2 separate regions of the Mus musculus genome follow, and region 2 is linked to region 1. A link is a contact called in public Hi-C data. All regions are on one chromosome and are shown on one strand. Each heading gives the region's core, a stretch centred on a gene start, on an enhancer-like site or on the middle of the called end of the contact. The rest is flanking DNA. Distances are from core to core; before and after follow the strand shown. Region 1 overlaps Prkce (protein kinase C, epsilon). Region 2 overlaps Prkce (protein kinase C, epsilon).

What was found. Hi-C and Micro-C count contacts between places; a contact is called where the count stands out from the background.
Region 2: a contact with region 1 is called in a Hi-C map of uterus, with 4 times the contacts expected there. The contact joins two enhancer-like sites. A contact is called at or near these places in 1 of 15 datasets of contacts at CTCF or cohesin (large pre-B cells), 3 of 484 Hi-C or Micro-C datasets (cerebellar granule neurons, regulatory T cells and uterus) and 1 of 9 other capture datasets (embryonic stem cells).

Annotation. Positions count from the first base shown.
Region 1 is chr17:86,259,078-86,265,700 of GRCm38.p6, forward strand. All of the region lies in intron 1 of Prkce (protein kinase C, epsilon), which reads left to right. Among named protein-coding and RNA genes, the nearest start is that of Gm52296, 19 kb to the left of the region's middle. Within about 2 kb of position 5,129, at least 9 of the 459 cell types and tissues checked have an H3K27ac peak or open chromatin away from gene starts, as enhancers often do. A contact at or near this core is called in uterus, where this site is marked.
Region 2 is chr17:86,464,664-86,470,921 of GRCm38.p6, forward strand. The region is part of intron 2 of Prkce (protein kinase C, epsilon); the gene reads left to right. Among named protein-coding and RNA genes, the nearest start is that of Gm30284, 23 kb to the left of the region's middle. Within about 2 kb of position 2,883, at least 33 of the 459 cell types and tissues checked have an H3K27ac peak or open chromatin away from gene starts, as enhancers often do. A contact at or near this core is called in uterus, where this site is marked.

The sequences.
Region 1 (6,623 bases), core at 3,879-6,378:
GCCTGACCCTGTCTCGTTTTGCATGAACTCATCTTATTTCCTCTGAGACTGGGAGCTCTTGAGGCCAGTACATTCCTTTCTTATTCTCTTACATCTTTACTGCACAAAGCATGAAGCAACTGGAGAGCTAGTTTCTCTCTCTCTCTCTCTCTCTCTCTCTCTCTCTCTCTCTCTCTCTCTCTCCAGTTTTAAAACAATTGTGTTAAGATTCACAAAGTAAAATTAGTACCATTGTAATGAGAGAGGTAGAGGGAGGTAGGGAGAGAGGAAGAGGGAGAGATGTGTGTGTGTGTGTGTGTGTGTGTGTGTGTGTGTGTGTGTGTGTGAATATACATGTGGTTCCTAAGGACCTCTTTATCATCTTTAAGACAGGATTTCTGACTGTACCTGGAGTTCGCTGATGGATCTGGCCGGCCAGCCAACCCCACAGACCCTCCAGTCTCTCTGCCTCCCTAGCACAGGGATTCCATGTGTGTGCTGCTGTACCTGGCTGTTTTGTACGGGGGTGGGGGTGGGGGGTTGGAGTTCTAATGTTTTATGGAAGCATGTTACACATTGAGCCATCTCTCTACCCCTCCTTTCTTAATAGCAGCTAATCATTTGCGTTTCTGTGGCATGGGCATCCCTTCATGTGCCTACTATCCATGTGCACTTCTTTGGAGAAATGTCTGTTCAGACTCTTTGTTTGTAGTCTGGGAGATGGCACAGTGGAATAAAGGTTCTTGCTGCCAACTCTTGAGACCTATATAGTGGAAGGAGAAAACTGATTCCACAGGCGATCCTCTGATCTCCATACCTGCTGTGGGGATCTCTCTCTCTCTCTCTCTCTCTCTCTCACACACACACACACACACACACACACACACACACACACACACACACACACGGTAAACATTTAAAAATATTCTTTGCTTTTTAAAAAGGCCTTGCTATTTGGTTATGGAGTTGTAGGTATTCTTTACATAGTCTGGATGCTGACTATACATTGTCAGAACATTGGTTTGCAACAGCTTGTGGTGTGGGATTCATTAATAATTACTGACTGAGCGCTGCATCTGCAGCTAATGCTGAAGAGGCCTGCTGGCAGGAAATCGGGAAGGATTTATTTATTTTTTAATCTATAGCTAGGTGTCAGGTTATTTTCTATTCCCATTGTCCTGCAAGGTTGACAACAGCTCTGGAAGGTGTGTGGAATCACTTCTGTTTTATGGACGACCAAGGCTCAGAGAAAGCAGCTGATTTACCAAGGTCCCTGAAGCCTAGCAAATGGCAGAACCAGGGTGTGTGAGACTCTGCCTCTCCACACTGCCTGCGGGCCCCGCAGGCTGCATGAGGGTCTTAGGTAGGGTTTCATTGCTGTGAGCAGACACCATGTCCAAGGCAACTCTTATAAGGGGCCACTTTTAACTGAGGCTGGCTTACAGGGTCAGAGGTTCAGTCCATTACCATCAAGGTGGGAGCATCGCAGCATCCAGGCAGGCATGGCGCTGCAGGAGCTGATCATTCTACCTCTTGTTCCGAAGGCAGCTAGGAGACGACTGACTTCCAGGAAGCTAGAAGGAAGGCCTCAAAGCCCCCCCCCCCCACCAGTTACACACTTTCTCCAACCAGGCCACACCTACTCTAACAAGGCCACACCTCTTAATCGTGTCACTTCCTGTGGGCCCAGCATTTTCAAACCACCACAATGAGAGAGTACAGGGGAAATTTCTGCTTGTTCTTATCCTGCGCCTGGCTAACAACTGCAGCAGCATCCTCTACTACTAAATGCCCCTTTCTAAGGGAGGAGCCTTTGTCCAGCTCTCGTGTGTCTTTATTCTTATCATCTTTCCTCTCCTCTCCTCTCCTCTCCTCTCCTCTCCTCTCCTCTCCTCTCCTCTCCTCTCCTCTCCTCTCCTCTCACTAGCTCAGGTCTTCTCAGAAAAACACATCCACATTCATCAACTTGATTCCACAGAAGTCGGGCCAGGCAGGCAAGCCTTCGTGTCGGCCAGGAGGAGGGGAGACAGCCGTTGATGAGAAAGTATATTTATGAAAGAAATGGGCTGTAAATCTCACAGTGATCTCTGGGTCATGAGTTGTTGTAGCCCCTGCGTCTTCGTTTACTCGGGAATTGAATGATCGTCTGAAGTATGTGGCTCTCCGTCCATGGATGCATTCTGATACAAGACGTGGCCCAGCTACTTGGATGGGTGCCCAACATGAACTAAGAGGCTATTATTTGCTTTGAAGAGAGGCATGGAATGACATTCAAACACCGTGAATTGCCTGTTTTAAAAATTGTGGCACATATAATGAACACTACATAATGAGTAGCTTTTGAACACTTTAATTTTCCTGATCTTTTTGTGAAAATGCTGTAAGGTGGGGGTGTCACTCATGATGAGGCAAAGCAGGTCCTCTTGAGTTTCAGCTCCAGGGCCATGGCATCTGGACTCCATGGGATGCCATGATGCCCTACTTTGCTCTCCCATGATGCATTGAGCCTCCCTGTCATTAGAAAATGGGACACAGGTTCATCACAGAAAGCAGGAGAAGTGCTTTTGACAGCTCCCCCAAGCATCCTCCATAGACATTCCCAGAGGTCAGGACTCGTGTGAAAGGATAGGCCTTTTTTGGGAGGAACACATCTTCCGTATCACAGGAAACTATACTTGCCTAAAGCCTGAGTCGTCCTAGTGTGGCTGACTTTTCAATACCCTTAAGCTTCATGGTGGCTAATATATTATCTTCAGCGACTCCTTGGCCCTATGCCTAAGGGTTATTAGGCATATGCTAGAGATATTTTATAAACCTCACTGTTGTCTGGCCTCAGGATATTTTATCAACCCCAAAAGGAAAGGCTACACTCATCAGGCAGCCGCTCCCATCTCTCCCTTCCCCAGCTCTTAGAAAACTTACTTGGCTTACTGTCCTGCTTTCTGTTTACGGGGTCTCAGTTCTCGTGCAGATGGACTCATAAAATCCACTGCCCCGTGAGCCTTAGCAGGAGGGCAGTACTTCAGTCTTGAGAGTGAGTCCCAAGAGGAATCAGGATTTTGGGGTCGGAGACAGTGAGCTGGGCAGTTACTGGGCAATTATGTGTCACCTTTGCTCGTCCTGGACTCTTGGGAGAGGGAGGGGTACCTTGTTTGGGTCCTTGGGCAAGTTATTATCTTTTTGCCTTGGTTCATTTGCTCTGTAGCATAGGGATGCATGTGTAATTCTGAAAATTAAGTAGGAATACAGTGAAAGTATCGAGAACTATTGCCTATGGGAGTTACCCAGTGTGGATTAAAGCCCTGCTCTTGCTGAGTATCTGATGCCGATATGTAGGCTGAGCCCATTCCGTTCACAAGGTAATCATGGAGAGCCTTCAGTTGTCTTTCTCCGTCCCATCTTCCATCAGAGGTAGGCCTGAATATCCCCACCACATCAGCACTGACAAAATTACTCCTTCCTTCTAGAAACATCCGCAGCTCCTCATTCCTAGGGCAGAGAGTTCTGAGTCTTTAACTGGGCACTGAGGCGTTCTGCATGTCTCTCGCCTTCCTCTTTGGTTTCCCTTCCGATGTTCATCCTGCTCCTCCCGTGTGAATTCCAAGTCCTCCTTGGTGGTGCCTGGGTCCCCTGTGCTGCTTCCCAACTCCATCCAACCTCTGTGTCATAGCTCAGGTGCTTCTCTGTTGGGAATGAACTCCCACTCAACAGCGTCAGGCAGAGCTCAGCTCCCCGTCCCTTCCCATCCCATCCCTTCCTGTCCCTTCCTGTCCCTTCCCCTGAGGTTTTCACCTGCTGTAACTCATGAAGTACATGTTGGAGATAGTACGTCATCCATGGTAATATCTGATGTCTGTGGGTGATGTCTGATAATTGTGCAGAGTTTACCATCCTCATATCCTATCAGGACCATTTACACACATCTGCTTTCCTAACTAGGCTGCAAATTCCTTGTGGGCGCCCTATGCCTCTTTAACCTCTATAGAGCCCTATTTATCACCCGACCTGGGAAAAGCTTTCCTAGTATTTATGAAATTGAAATCAAATGCTATCCACCTATGCAATATCGTATACGTATTATTAGATACCATAATACTTTTCTATTTCACTTATGTATACTGATACCATATATAAAATCTCACTTGCCATCCACTACTAATTGGATTTCTAAACAGTTGCTGCGTGTAGCACTGGGCTCCTCTAATCACATCAAAGAAGACAGTTCTCCGAAGGAGGCTCTTCCACAGCACTTAACACTCGGTTGGTGAGACAGAATTTGATTAATTCCTCCCTGATGAATGTAATTGACTTGAAACTTCACCAAAACAACGTTTTTGACAATACAAAGGAGTGAAAATCTCCTTTTATTAACCTCTGGATGTTCTTCTCCCTCCTCCCTCCAGACCAACCACTGCGAGCACTGAAACACGTCTCTCTCTGATGCAACAACTAGTGTTTACTGAGTGGTTGCCGTCCGCCATCTCTTCACCCAGCTTCACCCAGGTTCTACCATTCCTATTGTGAGGCAGATGGTATTGTCTCCATGCTATCAAACAGGAAAGAGAGGCTTGGAGAAGTTAATTTATCCAAAGCCACGAGGCTTGTGATTAGAGTATCTACTAGCTGGAGGGTCGTAACTCTCTGTTAGAGGTTTTCTCCTCATCTTCTTTCCCATTTGCATGGAGACAGCCCACCTGTACCTCTCGTCATATTTTGTGGCCCATCTCCAACATGGAAACCCAGGGGAGCTGGGATCTTGCCCCCATAGATTGTGCGCTGTCAAAACAATCACATCGCCTCTTTGGGCCTGATTTTTTTTTCAATCTGTGAATCCAAGAGCTGGTTTCAGTAATCTCCATTATTCATCAAGAACATTCTGTGATTTTTTTTTTTTTTTTTTTAGGAATTAAACACCAAAGCGAGGACTGGCTTTTCTGCAGGCCCTCCCCTCTCCTCCTGCACCTGCAGGCATATTATCTTTCATAGCGCTCAGGCAGGCGGTCAAGTCACCCTGACCCAGGTACCTCCCTGCACCTCCACAGGCCTGCAGAAGCTGCCAGGCAGCCGAGGGAAAGGGAGAGGCCTGTGGGGTGTACTGAAGAGCAGGGACTTAGTGGGTTATGTAAGCCATTTATGATCCCATCTAGTCTAGCAGTGCTTGTATCCTTTGAACAGCAGGCGGGGCTCCTGTTGTTTACAGGGCTTCTTGGAGCATAGGTTTAAGAGGAGGGTCCTGAAGGTTTATGGGTGCTCCCCGAGGGCATACATGTTTAACCAGGGTTGTAGCTTTTCCCTTTCTTCCTCCACCAGCTTTCCTGGCTAAGGCAAAGATTGTAGGGCTAAATTTATCTGAGCTCCATATGGGATGTATATACCTCTGCCATTTGTATGTTAGGCACTGAGTCATGTCTGGGTCACCTGGCACCACGGGGACCGGTGAGCCCAGAATCACAACAAAGGTAATTAAGACAGACTTCTGCGTCCCACCCACCCCAGAGTTTCTGACTTAGGTCTGGGTCGGAGCTTGATATTTCCATACCGGGAGATATGGGTCCAGGAATGATCGATCACATGAGGACAACCAGTGTGCTAGAGAGGTTCTACAAAGATGCTTACATCACGTCACCAAACTGAGACTAGACATGGAGACGTTTCTGGCCACGTTTTCAGATGGAATCGATTTACTGAAATCTTAATAAACAAAAGGAGGGTTTGTGTCTTCTTCACATAAAGTCATCATCATGGCTGTTGTGATCATGGTTAGCTGTGCTTTAGGGTGCCCCGAGACCACCATGAGGCTGAGCCAACCTGACTGAGTTGTACATTTTACACTCACAGACGGTTCCTTTATACCCCACTGCCTCTCTCTCCCGGGTGATGGGTTGCTAGGACTTTCCCCCTACCTAGAGCTTCAATTAAAACCTTTGCTTTCATTTATGTGTCTGGCTGTTTGGGCCGCATGTGTGTCTGCACATCATGTTCATGCAGGGCTCCGAAAGCTAGAAGAGGGTGTTGGATCCCTTAGGACTGGAGTTGTAGCCAGTCCTAGGGTGCTGGCACTCAAAAATGGGTCTTCTTGAAAAGTAGCCTATGCTCTTAACTGCTGATCCACCCCACTTTTCTAGTTTAAATGTTCATACCTATAAAAGCAAGGAGAATTGAACAATAAACTCAGGATTCCCATCAATTGGACCTTTAACACTGCTGTCTCTTATTTCTTCACAAGTGTTCTACAGCCATTTCCAGACATCCCCACCCTCCCCTCCCAAGTATTTCCCACAAATGGGACACTTTTTTTTTTGCATAACCACAAAGCCATGACCACAACTAACAAGTCCAACAAGAGTGTCTAAGTATTATTTGAATATTTAATATTCAATCCACACTCACATCTCCCAAGTTTTTTTTTTTTTTAAATCCATTTCAGTTGAATATATGGCAAGACATATGTGCACATTGCCTTCATTGCTAAGTACTTTTCCTTTTGAAATATTGCCTTCAGGGGTAGGAGTGAGGTCTACAATATTCAGAATAGACCCAGAGCGAATGAAATGTCTTTGAAGTAGTAACAGCAGTTGTGGGGTTGGATGATTCTGAGGCAGGGGCCATGAGCTCTTTCTATTGCTTGTTCGGCAAATTTTGTT
Region 2 (6,258 bases), core at 1,633-4,132, 200 kb after region 1:
GCCAGCAGCCTGGTATCATCAGTTTTTAGACAGACAGTCCGTAAATGATTAACCCGTGTACAAGCAGAGCAGAGACAGATACCAAATGAGAGCAGAGATGCCAGGCCTCAGCCTACATTTAGTTACCCTCTGGCCATCTGCAAGCCCAAGGAAGGAGTCAGTGGTTGGCGGCCTGTCTGGTGCACAGCAGGTGCTCCGAGGGCGGAGGGCCAATCTGGCTGCTCTGTTCACTGGAGCTGTTTTCCCTTTTGTGTGCTCAGTTTTTATAGCCAGCCGTTTGTTGTGTTCTGCCAGTCTCCTACTCACGGTGTAGCTCAGCTCCTTAGTACGCGCAAGAGGCTAACCTCGGGGATCCCTCCTGATGCTTACTGGAGATGCTCAAGCATCCGTCTCCCTGGAGACGCCCTTAGCTATCTTGACTGTGGGGCTTTTGGAATGACTCCTCCTTGCTTAACAAAGACATTTCCAGCCATCCCAGTGACTCAGGAGACCATCAACTACCCGCGGCAGAAGCTCACTGTTCTCAGCTCTGGGTCTGTCCACATAGTCTAAGAGTGTGTCGGGACTACAGATTCTCAGATTCATAGACCAGACTTGCTGAACAGAAGCCCTGAGATCGATCAAGCACCTATCTGCTTTGTTGGGCCCATAGTGCTCAAGGCCCAGACCTAGTGCTCTGTGTGTGTGTGCATATGCATGCACATTTGTGTGTCTGTGTCTCTCTGTATGTGTGCGTGCATGTGTACATGTGTATGTGTGTCTGAGTGTGTGTATGTAGGCACACGTGTGTGTGATTTCTCCAGTCACATTTGAGTGTCTGTCACATTTCCTCCATTTCCTCCATCTGCTGAGATACACATTTAATTCTAACTAGAGGGGGCTTGCCTTGAGTGTGCATACCAGTCTGGGAAATGACCTCAGCTCTCCACCCTTTGTTGGTGTCTCGCTCCCGTGTGGAAGGAGTTTAGGAACACACAGGTTGTCCACTGTGTGTCCCCAGTGATTCTGGACTGAGAAACAGACAGTTTGACTCACAGACCGTCCCTGACATACCTCCATGGTGGTACCAGAAGGGGCTGTATGTGTGTACAGGAGACAAACACTAATGGTTTCCCTACCAATGAAAACTCAGTCCTAAGGCAAAAAGACTTTATATGCTGTTAGGAATTTCTGAAGAAAATATAATACCCTTGGAACCAAGTAATGCTTTGTCAATATCGAGTTGTCCACGTAGCCTTTACTGTGACAACAACCCAAACATGTGTAATAAGATGTGACATGAGCCTGCACACAGGCTTCCCTGCAGGTGACCTCCCTTTGTGTAGCTCCGCTCTGCAGGATTAAAAGGCTAATTAGGCTGGCCAAGCTAGTTGAAGCATAGGCATTCTTGGAAATGGGAAACACCCATAAAGGGTAAACATTAGCTCGAGATCCATGGCCAAGACTTGTAGGAGAGAAAAGAAATGCATATAATTTGTTTGAGTGGGATTAAGAAATAACAGGGCGTGGTAACATCTCAGTGTGCTATAGCGGGAAAGAACTCTTACACGTGGAAACAATGGCGTGCCGGGGAGCACGCGCATTAACTGTGCCATCGCGGGCCCTTCGTGGGTTATTAGGTTCTTTAGAACCATGGATGGCTTTTATTCTGTGAAAAGACATTTCAATCGAGTTGAAAGGAAGGCAAAACTGCATAGTAATTTTGAGCCCTAAGTAGACGGATTACAATGTTCTTTGCCTATTATCGTCAATACTTGGGTGTTTTATTCAATTAACAATGATTAGAACTACTAATATGAACGAGGGCGTTAGGGTGGGGATGGGGAAAGGACGCAAAAGAAATCTTAAGAGTTTTTTTTTTCTCCCCAGAAGTAACGAGCCACCCCTCTGAGCGGAGAGCAGGCAGCACCTATAGACCACGTGGTGTGTAGATCATGTCTGCTGGGTGAACAGTAAAGCCTCTAGGGCTCTCTGGAAGTTCAAAGTCCACTCGGATGAGAAAATGTCCTGTGGAAGAGAAACCTGTTAGAGGGTGGGAAGAGTTTCAAGCAGGGAAGGATTGAGAGAGAGAGAGGGAGGGAGGGGGGGAGGGAGGGAGAGAGAGAGAGAGAGAGAGAGAGAGAGAGAGAGAGAGAGAGAGAGAGAGAGAGAGAGGGAGGCTGGGAGGGAGCACAAAGCACCAAGACTCCCAAGATGGCACTTGAGGGAACACACAGAAGTGAGGGGTGAGCAGGACCCACAGGAAGAAGCCAGTCAGGGAGGAAAATGGGCCTGGCAGCCTCTGCCCAGCTCTGGCTGGCAGGCTAATCTGTGGTGCTCAGTGGCAGGCAGTGTCCGTGCTTCGGATGTTTGTCCCCCAGTCCCCTTGCAGCTCTTCCCATCGGTAGCAGCTCCTGACACAGACGGACAGAGGAGGGAAGTAGCCCTCCTTCCTTTGTTGTTCTACCGTCGTCTTCCCTCTTTTAAATGGAGCACCGACTCACATACAGTGAAATTCACCCTTTCTGGCAAGTTAGTTCTGTGTTTTGACAAATGTGTAGCCATGGAAGCTACCACAGACCATGGGACACTTTAAGCATTCCTTTTCATGGTCAAGCCCCCTGCCCACCATCAGTGCCTGGTGGACCTTGCAGTGCCTGTCACTTCCCCTCCTCCGGAATCTCAATTCCATGGCACTGGAAGTCTGTGTGCGACCTTTGACTCCGCCACTTCAGCATCTGGGGGGCGTCCACGTTTTTTTGTTTCTGCTCCTCCTTATCAGTTCTTTCTGCTGTGCTGGGTGGATTCCAATTCTCCAGTGGACACCGGTCCTTCGCTGAGAGCTTGTCGGTGTTTCAGTTCTTGGTGATTATACATAAAGCTGCTATAAATAGCTGCACACAGAGTTTGGGGTGACGTAGCCTTTCTCATATTATTTGAATAAATATGCAGAAGTCAGATGGCTTAGTCTACCTTATGAAAAACTTTCCAGAGTGAAAAGAGGCATTTTTATTCCCCAGGGCAGCAAAGAAGAGGCTGAGAATCATCCCCTAAGACCTTCTGGTCAGTGACATGTCAAGTTTCACTAGCTCTCATGCAGAAATTACCCAGAGTCCTCCTCAGCCACAGACCAGGGGAAAGGATTTTGAGTTTTTAAAGGCACCAAGTGCCTTGGTGCAAGAGGAACAGGGTCACCCTGCCCTCCTGCGAGACCATACAGGGACAACATGGAGGAGGGGAGAGGCACTACCTTGTTTTCTCAAGCAGGAGATTTGAAAGAACAAAAGAGGAGCTCACGAGGCTCTCACCCCTCAGTCACAATGTTACAGGCACAGATCGGATCTGCGCTTCCCTAACCAGGGGCTGTCACCCCTCAGTCACAATGTTACAGGCACAGATTGGATCTGCGCTTCCCTAACCAGGGGCTAGCAGTGTGGAGCAGAAATGATAACTTCAGTGCTTGGAGCCTCAGGACTGAGAGGGCTGGAGAAGGGCAGACTGTGCTGACAGCATCCCTGGCATCTGCTAGGCTGCCAGGCTGCCACGGTGCTTGTGTGGGTAGCCCTGAGCTGGGTTTTCTGTGGGAAGCAGGGTTGGAAGGTCCTCTGCTCAGTGAGACAGCAATTACCAGAACTTTTCTCTACTCCTTGCTTCTCTTCCTCCAAGCCCTTGTCTTACCTTAATTCTGCTGCTTCTATTGTTCTTCCTTTAATCTTCGGACTTCTAAGATTGCTCTTCCTTGGTAGGTCTGACAATAGATCCCACCCTGTCCACCTTCTGGGGACCCTGCCCTGCCTCCACAACAATTTTGAAGAGGCCATACTGTTTTTATTTTATTTTTTTAATTGGGGGTGGGATGGGAGTGGGGAAGACCCTCACTGTTTCTCAGGCCAGCCCTGAGCTCACACTGATTCCCCTGTCTCAGGTCATGTGCCAGTTTTTCATTACACCCAACGATGACTTTTTAATTTTAAAATTAGTTAGACTTCAAAAATTGCCTTAGCAAAGAAGTATCCCAAGGAAAACCAAAGAGTTAATTCATTGTGGTATGGGGAGTCGGGGCAGGCACTTAATTTTAAAAGGCTCTGTGAATCCACAGAGAGGCAGAAAGGGGCTAACCTGGATGAGAGAGGGATTAAGCCTTGTCTGCATTCTGCCTGTTGCAGTGGGAACCTTGGAATAGCTGGTGTTGACAGCGTGGGATGGGAAACTTGCAACAGGGTGGTAACCTTGTAACCTTTTGGGTTGTGATACCTGCTGCTTTGAAAGGCTTGGGAGTTATTTGCGGAGAGACCAGATGTCTAGGCCTCTCTTCCCACAACTGCCAACTCGGGTACTGCATTCCTCAAGTGAGCCTTATCATTTTAAGAATGGAAGCAGAGGGCCGGCGCTGACCCTGTGTGTATAGCATCCCCAGTGCTCAGGTATGCCACCTTAGATGAGCTTCTGTGACTCACCGTGGCACACTGGGGGGGTTGGATCCCTTCCCTTGGCAGGTGTCCAACTTGATCAATTTCCCAGGCTAGGAGCCTGGGGATGTTTTATTCTTTGCCTCCCTCCTGGGGATAATGACTTTTCCTGGATACCAGGAATTCCACAGCCTGTAACTGAACAGGTAGAGGGAGGAGTGCAGAGGGAAGGCAAGCCAATGCCCTGCCTAAATGTACTACCTTCTGTGACTTAGCACTATTCAGTGCGCTTGGGCCTAGTCACCTTAATTAGCCAGGTGGAGCTGGGGCCCATCTGCCTCATTTCCCTTCTATCTGACAATCACTTGCTGTGCCTCAGTTTACACCAGTGCTATAACCTCTGCTCCATCAGCAGCCAGTGTCTTTGTGCACTGGAGAGCATACACCACTACAGTTTTGGCCCGTGACTGGATGGCACATGAACTCCACTGTGAACACAGCGGAGCTCATTTAGAAAGGAAGATGAAAAGGGCTTCTATTAAACTCGAGATGCTAATCTCGAAATGCCACCAGCATTCTTCCGGTTCAATTACACACTTAATGAAACACGCAGACCCTCCCGAGCCTCCTTGCAGACCTTCTGATGGATGCTATGACTCTGGGAAGATAACGCACTGAATGATTCCTCCTGAGAAATCAGTCGCTGCTTCCTCTTTCCTGTTTTGAACATGAAGGGTTTTTTAAAAGTGTATTGTGTGAGTACAATATGCAGGGTATATCTTTGGTGCCACATGAATATTTACTTAATATTTAAAACTCCCTGTCATGAGAACAGTGGCACCCACTTTCCTCATTGTAAAATAAGAGCTGCCACTCTTTTCAAATCCTTCAGGATTTCATTTTGTGTGGTTGCTTTTTTGCCTTCCTGTTGGTACTGCCAGTCAAGTCAGTCTGCCCAGACCAGGGAACTATGGAAAGGCAAGCTTAAATGGACTCCCAGAGGTTGAGCATTCCCCAGGCCCAGGTTGACTAACACTGGACCATGTAACTTAGTGCTGTTTTATTTAGCTCAAAGTTTAAGAGGGAAACATGCTATCACCGTGGGAAGACGGTGCTCGGCTGCATGGGCTGGCTACATTGTATCCACACTGGCTACATAGTATCCACATTGGTTACAGTGTATCCACACTGGCTACATTGTATCCACACTGGTTACATTGTATCCACACTGGTTACGTTGTATCCACAGTCAAGAGTCAGCATTGAATGTCTGTGGTCAGATTACCTGTTCTTTTTTATTGATCTTGGATCCTAGCCTCTGGGGTGGTGTCATCTATGCTCACTGTGAGTCGTGCTACCTCAGACTCACTGGACATCTAGAGATAGATGTGTCCCTAGGTGACTCCAGGGCCAGTCGGATTAATAAGACTAAGAATCAGAGCCCTGTTCCTTCCAGACCAGTGTTGGAGCTGGCCATGGCTTCTCTCTCCCTTGACAGATTAAAAATCAAAACAATGCAACACAAAACACAAAAACAAAACCAAACAAGCCAACAAAAAACAGAAACTGAAAGAGATTAATGACTTGGGCAGAAATTTCAAGTTTGCAACAAAGGCAAAAGATATTGGCCTATCTCCTGACATCCACTTCAATTATATTGCAAAAAAGGGGGAGTCAGCAGAGGCAGCTGAGAAAGAAACCCCTACAACCTGCTTGGAGAACTGCCCCTGTATGCTTCGGGGCTGGTCCTGCAGCGAGCAGTGACAGCAGTGCCCAGCACTGGCCAGTGGTCCTGTTGGTTCTGTTCCAGGCAAGAGTAAACCCTTGAATTTGATAGTCCCTCCCACACAACTGCCTGAAAACACCCAGG